Linked DNA regions of Mus musculus: region 2 is linked to region 1. Evidence: chromatin contacts called from public HiChIP or PLAC-seq data. All regions are on one chromosome and are shown on one strand. Each heading gives the region's core, a stretch centred on a gene start, on an enhancer-like site or on the middle of the called end of the contact. The rest is flanking DNA. Distances are from core to core; before and after follow the strand shown.

What was found. HiChIP or PLAC-seq counts read pairs in DNA pulled down with a chosen protein or histone mark.
Region 2: a FOXA1 HiChIP or PLAC-seq map of pancreatic cancer cells shows a contact between it and region 1. The contact joins two enhancer-like sites. A contact is called at or near these places in 2 of 39 promoter capture datasets (hippocampal neurons and stem cell-derived epiblast-like cells) and 2 of 115 datasets of contacts at active chromatin or transcription factors (embryonic stem cells and pancreatic cancer cells).

Annotation. Positions count from the first base shown.
Region 1 is chr5:36,381,487-36,386,921 of GRCm38.p6, reverse strand. All of the region lies in intron 1 of Sorcs2 (sortilin-related VPS10 domain containing receptor 2), which reads left to right. Among named protein-coding and RNA genes, the nearest start is that of Sorcs2, 14 kb to the left of the region's middle. Within about 2 kb of position 4,016, at least 28 of the 459 cell types and tissues checked have an H3K27ac peak or open chromatin away from gene starts, as enhancers often do. A contact at or near this core is called in pancreatic cancer cells, where this site is marked.
Region 2 is chr5:36,724,604-36,730,026 of GRCm38.p6, reverse strand. No RefSeq gene overlaps it. Among named protein-coding and RNA genes, the nearest start is that of Gm33114, 2.7 kb to the left of the region's middle. Within about 2 kb of position 3,481, at least 96 of the 459 cell types and tissues checked have an H3K27ac peak or open chromatin away from gene starts, as enhancers often do. A contact at or near this core is called in pancreatic cancer cells, where this site is marked.

The DNA of each region.
Region 1 (5,435 bases), core at 2,767-5,266:
ACTCATGGTAAAGTTATCAAAATCTGTTTGGAAACATCTGAGAAGAGACATGAGAGTTTTGAAGCTGTGAGCAGAGTAAATGCCATTTTGAGACATAGGATAATTATGAGCTGCCTGAGGAACTCCCACGGTCCCCACTGGTGATGGAGGCCCCGGTCCTCCTGATGCTGCTGTGACCTGCATCCTGTTTCTAATGGAAGGAACCACCTCATTTTGTAGTCTGTGAAAATAAAGAGGTTGTTTCTTGGGTAAGGGTCATGGCTCTGGAAGATCTGTCAGAGAGACACATGCTGAGAAGTGTGGTGCGGAGCCAAGGATGGGAATAACTGAGAACTGAGCCTCCATGGAGACTGGCCTTCCAGTGCATGGTAGGTGCTCAGTTAACATCTGGTGTCTTACGATTCGCTATGATAAGAGACCACTGAGTCAACTCAGAGGTCCACATACTGAGCTCATGTAAGCATAAGGAATGTCCACTTTGTGCTGCAAGGCCCAGGGTACACCTCTGCAAGGGAGCAACTAAACAAGAGAGATTTATGCCCCTGCACAAGAGGAGCCATGCTGAAGCCATGTTGAAGTTCCTGTTGAAAGCTGTGTAGCCAAACTACAGCACAGGCTGTGCCCACTGCTGGGCCAGCCTCTGCCCTCCCACCTGACTGGGTCAGCCAGAAGCCAGGGTGCTCAATGGGGAGAAAACACTGGCTCCCAGAGGAAGTTGAGACATTTAAATAGTGCCTTATTCTTAGCCCTATCTCACTAACAAAAGGCAGAGCCCAGCAGAAAACCCAGGGGACACGGCTGTCTAGCCTTTGACAAAGAGGGTTGACAGAGACTGGGGACTGTGGGCACTGGAGTCACTGGAGAACTTTCTGGAAAGAGCAGGTGGGAGGATCAGGGGCTCAGGGTTATGGAGGGGGGCTTCCACACAGAACACTTATCTCTTCTACTGCCTACTCAGTCAGCCTCTAAGGGATTCCAGCTTTGCAATTCTGGGGACCCTCTGGGGAGGAGCCCCTCAGATGACCTCTGCATGTCTCTGGGGCCTTGGTTTCATTCTGTGTCCAGGAATTGCTACTTCTAAAACGGCTACTTCTAAAACGGCTCAAGAGTTGCCCTTCTTGGAGGAAGTGACTGGGTCCCTCCTGCTTGCAGCCCCCCTCCTGCCTCCTCCTGTTCACCCCACCATGCAGCCTGGGTTAGGGGGGTCTCTCCATGCGTGCTCTAATGTGCCGAACTCTGGTGTTCCTGGTGCCCTCCTGGGTGGCCTGGGTTGCTGTGTACCCACTCTGAGGAAGGCTCTCTCCCCTGCATTACTGGGCCTCAGTTTCCCCATCTGCTAAGGTACCTCTGGACCGTGAGGGAAGAAGTTGGTCACACAGTTGCCAGAAATTATAATTTTCTCACTTTTTAAAACTGGCTTCCACGTAGTTCCATTTTCTTCCTATTTCCGGAGTTGCCCACTTAACTGAAAGGCCCTCGGGTCCTCACGAAACACTCATCTCTAGAGGCTGTCTCTGAAGAGTGCTTTTCCCGTTGACATCTGGGTTTTTACAAGTTTCCTGATTGGAGGTATGGATGGAATGCTACCACTTAAGAGCAAGTCAGACTCTTTCCCTGTCGCTGGAGGCAGAGGAGAGGTCTGGCAATGTCCAGGAAACCTGAAACCCTACACTTGGGGGTGGGGTAAGGGCTGCTGTGAGGACAGGACCCTAGAGCCTCCAGCTCAGTGCTGGCTATGCTGCTTCTTTAGGCGAGGCTCTGGGTGGCAGCCACTGGTATCAGAGAAGTGGTGGCATTGAGGTGACCTCTTTCTGACCTGGTGCTCCAGCTTGGCATTTGGTTCTGGCCACCTGTGGCATGACAGGGAGACCTATTGTCCATTTTTTCCAGGGCAAGGGAAAGCCCTGTATCCTACTGTGTGTCCACAGGCCAGTGGTGGTGGTGTGGCTACTGTTTGCTAGAGACTTTGAGCATGGCCAGATTCAAGGGCAGTGCCAAGGCTAATTTACCCTTTCCTCTCATGTGTGTCAGACTTGGTTCAAGGGCTTTCTGAGCTCAGAGATGCAAAGACCCTCCTGGCTTGCTTGATTCAGTTGTATGGGTATGTGGGAGATGGGCTGGGGTGCCACCTACAGAACGTGAGAGGTTTGGTCAAGGGCTCTGCAATGGACTCCTGGCATGTGTGAAGTCGAAGGCGCCCACTTGGATGTGGCTTCTTAGTTCTCCTACTGTGTGAGCCTCAACACTGGTCACTTGGTCCCCACCTCAGCTCTATTGCCCTTGCTCTTTCTCCATGACTCAAGCTCTTCCTCTAGGAAGGCCCTGGGGCCCCTGCTCCCATGTGCAGTCAGCACTGCTAATGGGTTGGGGTGAGACAGTCCCTGAGTGGCGTTGTGTCTGGGACACCTGCTAAGCATGGCAGCCTAGTATGTGGTTTGCTGCCTGCACCCTGGAGGCCCTAAGTGGGTGACCCTGTGCTCTTCCTCCATCCTGGGAGCCTAGCCTCCCCTCCCCTGGGTGACCATGGAGCCTGTGGAGAGCCGCCTACTCTCCTGCTGGCTTAAAAACTACTGAGCAATAGGAGAGGGTCCTGAGACTGGCCAGGAACGAGATGCACAATCTGTGGGCAGGGAAAGGGTGACATGCAGGGACATCTACCCCTTCAAGGACAGCCTACCCAGCCTGCCTCAGTGGCTCTGCTGCCACCCTTGCCTGAGACCACACTCTGGCCACCGGGCTGTGTAGTCTCTGTAAGCTGTCGATTTCATGAACTTGTCCTGTTCTTCAGGCAATGTGACTGACCAGGGCTGGTGGACCTGGTGGAGGTATACTGGGGACCTTGCTGAGCAACCATGATTCACTCACATACTGTCCCTTCACCCACCCTGTCATCCCAGCCTCCAGCCTGTGAGGACTTGGTTTGGTGTCTGTCACCTGCTTCCCTAGGCTTTCTCCAAGGTTCTGACTGTCCCAATGTCTAAGTGTTCCATTCTGGGGTCCTAGACTCCTTCCTGTAGTCCTGAAGAAAGGAGGACTCTCTTTGCGAAGCCTGGAATCTCCTCTCCTGTCAGAAGGATGCCAGCTGGCCCACATGTCCTATTGTGCTGAAAGAGCTTCTGTGGTGGAATGGACCCTTCTTGCTGGCACCAGGGAGGGCTGGCTTCAGGTGTGGGGGCTGCCTCACCTCTCTGGAGCTGGTCTGTAAGTTCTGAGACCACCCTAATCTGTTCTTTTCTTGTCTCCCAAGCTCTCCCTTTCAACCTGTGGGGTCAGGGTTGGGCACGGCCCGGGAAGGAGGGGAGTGCCAAGCGAGCCCTCTGAGCTGCCAATCTGCCAGCCTTTGCTCTGCCTGGGCTTGGCCTAAGTTGACTTTGATCCAGACAGTCACTGTTTCAGAGCTAGCGATGTGTTAGGAGTAGTTGATTCATCCTGGAAGCTATGAGGGATGTCCCAGCCAGACTCTTCACAGGATCCAAGGCATTGACATGGCTAAGGTTGGTATCTGCCTGCCTAAGGTTACAGCTCAGTGGGAGGGGCCCATGGTGACCTGGGCACAGGTGGGCAGGAGCTGTGAGGAGGAGGCTTTGAGGCAGAAGCCCGGTGGGGGGGGGTGTAGGGAGTCGTGTGTGTGTGTGTGTGTGTGTGTGTGTGTGATCGGCAGAGGGTGACAGCATAGAATTGTGGGAGGTAGAGGACATTCAGGAACAGTGTCAGGCTGAACCCTGCTCATCCTACTTACCCACCTGCCTTCTGTCCATGTCTCGGTTGCTGACTTGATGCTGGGCTCACAGGTGACTGCTGTGACCATCCTGTGTTTGCACCAGGCAGATGATGCCCGGGGTCCCTGAACATGCTCCCCTATAAGACAGGCTTATGAGGTGTCTCCCTTGGATCCTGTCAGGGCTCCCTATCCCTTTACCAGTTGGTTCTCTCCAGGAGCCTGTGGCTGTGGAGCCTTATAGTGAGGCCTCGTGAGTCCAAATACTGTGGTGACCACAGGACCCTGAGTGGTCGGGAGCCAGCTGCACTTCTCAGAACCCTGCTGGCTAACAGAGGAGTTGAGTCATGGCCTCAGACTGTGTTCAAGCAATCTCATGTTTTTGCATATTTTTCTCAAGCAATAAATGAGGGCTCTGACACTGAGCCCTTATTCCACTACAAGAAAGGAAATCCCCAAACCTTCTGCCTGGAGGACTCGGAAAGCTTCTAGAGGTGGTGGGGGCAAAGAGAGAGGAACCTAGGGTGGGTCCTCAGGCAGGCAGTGGCATGTGGCCCGTGGTCATCCCCCAACACTCGCTGAGGTTGCTTTCTAAAGGACGAAGTTTATTCTTGTGGAATTCCGTCAAGTACAGACACATCCCAAGGGCCATTAAGAGAGAAGCAGGCATGCTGAGGTGGGGGCCACTTGCAGAAGGGGCCATGTGTGGCTAAGACACCATCTCTAATCCTCTAATCCTTAATCCCTTTTATTCTCTCTCCTCTGGAAGAAATTGAAAAGGGAATTTTTTATGGTAGTGGAAGTAGATAATGACGGCTCCAGTGTTGGTCTGCATAATTCTATCAAGAGTGTCCTGTTATCTGGGTGGGAGTCACTCCTGTGACCTGAGTGCCCAGTAGCTTTGTGTCCTTGTGGTGGTGGCAGTGTGGGTGTGGTGTGTGCGTCCGTGCACGTGTATGTGTGTGTGCATGTTTATGTGCCTATACATGTGTTTGTATGTGTGGTGTGTATATGTGTGTGTGGTGTGTGTGTATGTGCCTATGCATGTATGTGTGTATATGTGTATGTTGTGTGTGTCTATATGTGCACGTGTGTGGTGTATGTGTGGTGTGTGTGTGTGGTGTGTGCATGTGTGTGTGTGATTCATACAGAAACTGAAGATGGGTGCAGCACAGTGTAGGGCTTCTCCTGAGAACGTCACTCAAGACCTTCATCTCTGGGATGCTGCATTGTCTCCCTCTTCTCCCCGCATCTGCACACCATGCTCTTGGCTTTGATTGTCTGTGTTCTGGCCGACAACTCTTCCCAGTTAGCTTTCAAGCTATGTGAGGGTTGGGTGCTCTCACTCCCTTCTCTGCTTGTGTGCTCTGCAATGTGGGCCACAAAACCAGGATGCTTGGTCATGGGTCACAGAAGCCCAGTTCCAGAGAGCTGAAGGGAGAGACTGAATTCACCCAGTACTGGCTTCAGCTTCAGGCATGTCTAGCTCCAGAGACTCTGATGTAAGTACTAGTTTGTGACCCTCAAGCTGTCTGGACCCTGGCTCTCTGTTTTGCTTTCTTTCCAAAGGTCTCCTAGGTCACTCTGTGAGAGTTAGGTTAAAGATGGCTGTATTTCCCAAGGTTGCCAAGATGTCTACACCTGAAGCTCTGGATTCTGTTGAATTCCTCTTGTTGGCCAGAGGCTGAAATACTGGATGAGTAGTCTGGACTTACAG
Region 2 (5,423 bases), core at 2,232-4,731, 340 kb before region 1:
AGCAAGATACCTCATAAGTAATGGGGTTCATGCATGGGGCTAGGGCTGTAGAAAGGCCCTTGAGGCTGCCTCTAGCCAGTATGCTCTTGGAAGACCAGCAAGACAAGGAGGCCTCTGGAGGCCAGCGAGTGGCCTGGCCTTGGTCTCTGAGGATGCTGCTTACGGCTACCAAGAAAACCTCATGTGGCCCTAAACTCCTTTGGGATGACCCTTTCCTGAGGCTTGGCTACCCTAGATCCCAAAGACTCCTCAGCTAGAACATTTACAGGTAGAGAAACTGAAGTTTGACAAAGGGTTGTTCACAGCTTCCCAGCCTCTAGAGGCAGAACAGGGATTCAAATCTCTGACTCCTCCTCCTCCTGAGTCTCGCAGTCACCCTGCATCAACCCCAATAATAGGTTAGTAATGGGCATGACAGCAGAGTTCCCAGGCTGAGCTGTTGAAAAACACATTCTCCATCCAGCTCCCGGGGACCCAGTGAGGCAAGAGCTCCTACCAAGTGGGAAATTGAGCCTCAGAGCCACTCTACCTCACACCTAGGGAGGGAATGAGGCTGGGCCTGCTTCCTGGCAGGGCTTTGTCAGGGCAGCTGAGCAGGGTCAGGGCTGCCATCCACCAGAGATGCCTCAGCTCTGGGACTGGCCTACAAACATGTTGGGTGGCCTGGTCCTCAGGGCGGAGTGACAGATCCAGAAAGGGCAGGGTGCTCCCAGTCAGCGCCCTCCCACCACCCCTCTGGAGCCAGCAAGGAGGTCTCTAGTGTCATCCTGCCAGGGTCCGCCCTTTCTGACCTGTTTTCCTGGCAGCTGTGGCTCAGGGTAGGTCGGCCCAGCCCTGGGTGTCCTGCCAAAGTCAAGGTGGCTGTGGGGTCAGATGCAGAGTTCTCTGGCCTCCCTCTTCCCTGCCTTTGCTCCTACTCAAGTTCTACTATGAGGAGACTTCCTCCCGTCTATCTGTCACCCACTGTTGAGGTGGCATCTCTGAAAACTGGCCCCGGAGCTCCCAGACAAGCAGTTGCCCTACTGTAGCTCCTTGTATGTCCATGAAAGGCTTGGCTGTCCCTTTTCCCCTGCTTACAATCCAGCTACTCAGAGATCCTCAGTCCTGTGCAGGAGTCCTGACCTTTGCCCTGTAAGGGAGTGTCATGAGTGACTGCCCTCTAAGGCAAGCAATGGCCGTTCAGGGGGAGCTCAGCTGCACCCCTACATACCACAAAAGGCCATCCCAGCTGGTCTATATTGATATGTACACTCCTGCATAGAGGGACAGAATAAGGCTGAGGGTCTCCCCTGAGCATCTGCTGTTTCCTGTCACATGGCAGGTAGCCTCGGGTGGGAGCGTGTATATAGAGGCCAGGGATGACTAGAACAAAGGCCCCATCTACACAGCCATGTGGAATCTGTCATGTTAGTTGAATAACACATTTCAGGTGCAGCAGGTTGAGGGAGGGGTGCCCACACCCCTGTAAGTAACCCCAAGAAGGCTCTGTCAGGAAGCCTGATCCAGTCATCGGTTCCCTAGAGTGAACTTTGGCAGCACCATGCCTTCGTTTGTTGCTGGAACCTTGGAGGAGGGGGTAGACATTGCTTTACGCTTCCCCCAGGGAATCTGAGAACCATGGGGTCACTTTCAGTAAAGGCAGATGGTAGCACAGGACTCTGTGACTCAAGATGCTTGCAAGATCGAAGGAATTGGTCCAATCAGGGTGTCCCAAAGCCACCCCTAAAATGAGGATAACCAACTGGCACCTGCCACTCTGGAAGTTACAGCCTGTCCCAAGATGGGCTTTTGGCAGCTGGCTCTCCCCAGCTGCTCAGCAGAGAGGCCCAAGAAGCTCTGATTTTATTTTAGCAGCAGGTATCTATCAGGTGGGCTGTGGAGGGGTATGACTTATCTTCTCCTCTCGGGAGTTATGCCAGGAAGGAGGAAATGGGTGCAGAGGGGTCAGGAAACTTGTCCAAGATGGCACAGAGAATACACGGCAGACCCAGGTTAGAGCACTGGCCATCTGGTGTGAGAGTCAACTCTCCCACCGTGCACAGATGGCTCCTTCGCAAGGAGCTCTCTGCATGTCCTTGAAGATTCATTCCCATTGGAAACCAGAACCAGAACACGGAGGGCTACATGGGGAAAGAGCTCAGGCCAAACCGCCCACTGGCTGCACTTCCTCAGATGAGTCGCTTCAGCTCTCATCTCAGAAATCTCCTCCTAGTACAGGGATAGCAGCAGTGAGTGTCCCCTGGGTGTTTTCTAATGCTATACGTGAGGCCCTTTATACCTGAGGGAAGCAGGCAAGAAGAGGGAAGGCAATTCCTGCCTCACAGGGAGCTGGTGAGGACCACCCAGACAAGGGCATAGAAACACCCATCACAGGGCAGCCAGGGCCTGCACACTCCTGGGCTGCTGCTGGCTCCTGGGACCACTCCCCTGGGCACTGCTGGTTGTACCTGAAGGATGATGGAGACTTGAGGGTGACAGAGCTCTGGGTAGAAGGCAGAGCATAAGCAAATAGTTGGGGGAGCAGGTAAATGGCACCAGGAGAACTTGGGGCCCAGGCTCTCTGTGGACTCTGTGCTGACTCTAGATCGGGTATGTTCTACTTTCTCTTCATGGCTCTGAGGGGTGCTGGAGTGGAGTGGGGGTGATACAGGGCTGTGCTGGGAGGTCCTAAGGGGAAAGGCTATTGCATAGCAGGTAGTTTTAGTGTGAGTTCCTGAGCTCTTGGCTGGCATGGGGTTCAGGTTCACCTGCCAGCTGGATCCAAGGCAGAGGGCATGAGGGAGGAAGTTGGACTTCCTGTGTGAATATATAAAAGGCTCTTGTTCATCTGAGGAGCAACGAAGAAGTGAGTTATGATGTGAGATGCCTAGAATCCTAGTGCTTGAGGGGCAGAGGCAGGGGGATTGCAGCAAATTTGAGGCCAGCCTGGTCTGCATGCAGGCCAGTTAGGGCTACACAGTGAAACCTTGTCTCAAAAACAAACAAACAAACAAACAAACAAACAAACAACACACACACACACACACACACACACACACACACACACACACAAAACAAAAAAAGCAAACAACCAAAACAAACCAAACAAATGAACAAACAGTCCAAAAACCCAAAACCAAAACCAACCTACCAAACAAAAAAACCCAAAACCCCAAAACAAAAAAGAACCACCAAAGAAGGATAAACATGCAAAAGCTAAAACTATACCCCAATTATATTGTAGTCTTCCTGCAAGGCAAAGGTGCCCTGCCACCCTGCTGGTGCAGCCCACTGGGTGGGTCTGCCACATGAGCTGGTTAAAGTCCAGCTTTTCTGAAATTCACCTTCAGCACTTTCATTCCCCTCCTGACTGTTATGCTTTCTGTTTCTGATTGGTCACTGTGAAAACAAATCAATGACTGAAAATGAAGCAGAGATCGAGCCCTGGGGAAAAGGAAAATGAAAGTCCTCTGGGTTACCGCCCAGGGTGAAGTCTGCATTCGTCCAGTCAAGGGCGTACACCAGGGGCATGTGAGACGTGAACTGGAGCTGGCCCGACTTTAAGTTCTCCTCTATAGATAATTCCTTAGCTGACCTTTTTCCGGCCTCTGAAACTGATCACGTGAGGCCCACGCCAGCTACTGGAGGGACTGAGGATGGACAGAAAACACCACCATTGAGTGAAAACAAAACATTCAGGACAGTATGCAGTAAGTGCTCAATAAGTGCTATAGTGTGCAGTTGACACTCATTGGAAACAAGGATGAGAACCACGCGTTCGACAAGGACTTTATGTGTGTAAGCATCGGGTGGCTGGTCTGGGGAACTTTTACTCTACCAGAAGCCACTGAGAGAGGCCACGGGTCAGCGTACTGTTCCCATAGCAGGAGTGAATGAAAAGGCAGAGAAGACCCACCGAGTGGGACCTCGGGCAGCCATGGAAGGAAGCAGAGTGCAGGCACCTGCTACAAAGCCTGTTGGCCTTCCAAACAGGTTCAGTGAGAAAAGCCAGTCACCCGAAGCCGAACAGTGCACTGCGTGACTCCCACTGGAACCCAGCAGTTGCCAGGGATACAACAGACAGGAAGATGGGGAGTGGCCAGTGGTAGAGATGGAGTTGTAGTTAGGGTACGGGCTTAGTTACGGAGTGCTTGCCGGGCATGTGTGAGGCCCTGGGTCTCGTCCCCAGCACTTGAAAAGTATAAATAAACAGAGAAAGAGAGAGAGAGAGAGAGAGAGAGAGAGAGAGAGAGAGAGAGAGAGAGAGGAAGAAGAAGAAGGAGGAGGAGGAGGAGGAGGAGGAAGGAAGGAAGGAAGGAAGGAAGGAAGGAAGGAAGGAAGGAAGGAAGGAAGGAAGGAAGGAAGGAAGGGGGGTGAGGTCTTGGAGAGCAGGACATATAGAACTACACAGAGGTGACAGTTATGCAGTGCTTGCTGTAGGTGGATAAATGCCACAGAACTGACACTTTAAATAGCTAAATATCTGTGGTGTGAATTTTACCTCAATTTAAACAATGATAGCAAATGAGTTTCAATACATACCCCAGGCTAGTATAGAACTCACAGTGATCTTCCTACCCCCCTCTCTCTCCTTTTACAATTTATTTATTAAACTACTATGCTTTATGTTATGTTACGGAGTGTCTCTTTCTATTTATTTATTTATTTACTTACTTACTTATTTACTTTTTTATTAGATATTTTCTTTTTTTAAGATTTATTTATTATTATATCTAAGTATACTGTTGCTATCTTCAGACACACCAAAAGAGGGCGTCAGATCTCATTACAGGTGATTGTGAGCCACCATGTGGTTGCTGGGATTTGAACTCAGGACCTTCAGAAGATCAGTCAGTGTACTTAACCGCTGAGCCATCTCTCCAGCCCCGATATTTTCTTTATATACATTTCAAATGCTATCCCGAAAGTTCCCTATACCCTCCCTCTGCCCTACTCTCCTACCCACCCACTCCTGCTTCTTGGCTCTGGCATTCCCCTGTACTGGGGCATATAAAGTTCGTAATACCAAGAGGCTTCTCTTCCCAGTGATGGCCAACTAGGCCATCTTCTGCTACATATGCAGCTAGAGATTCGAGCTCTGGGGGTACTGGTTAGTTCATATTGTTGTTCCACTTATAGGGTTGCAGACCCCTTCAGCTCCTTGGGTGCTTTCTCTAGCTTCTCCATTGGGGGCCCTGTGTTCCATCTTATAGGTGACTGTGAGCATCCACTTCTGTATTTGCCAGGCACTGGCATAGCCTCATATGAGACAGCTATAACAGGGTCCCTTCAGCAAAATCTTTCTGGCATATGCAATAGTGTCTGGTTTTGGTGGCTGATTATGGGATGAATCCTGCCTCTACCTCTTGAGTACTGGGATTACACATGTGTACTTCCATGGCCAGCTAAATTTCAATGTATAAAAAGACTTGTCACAAAGGCAG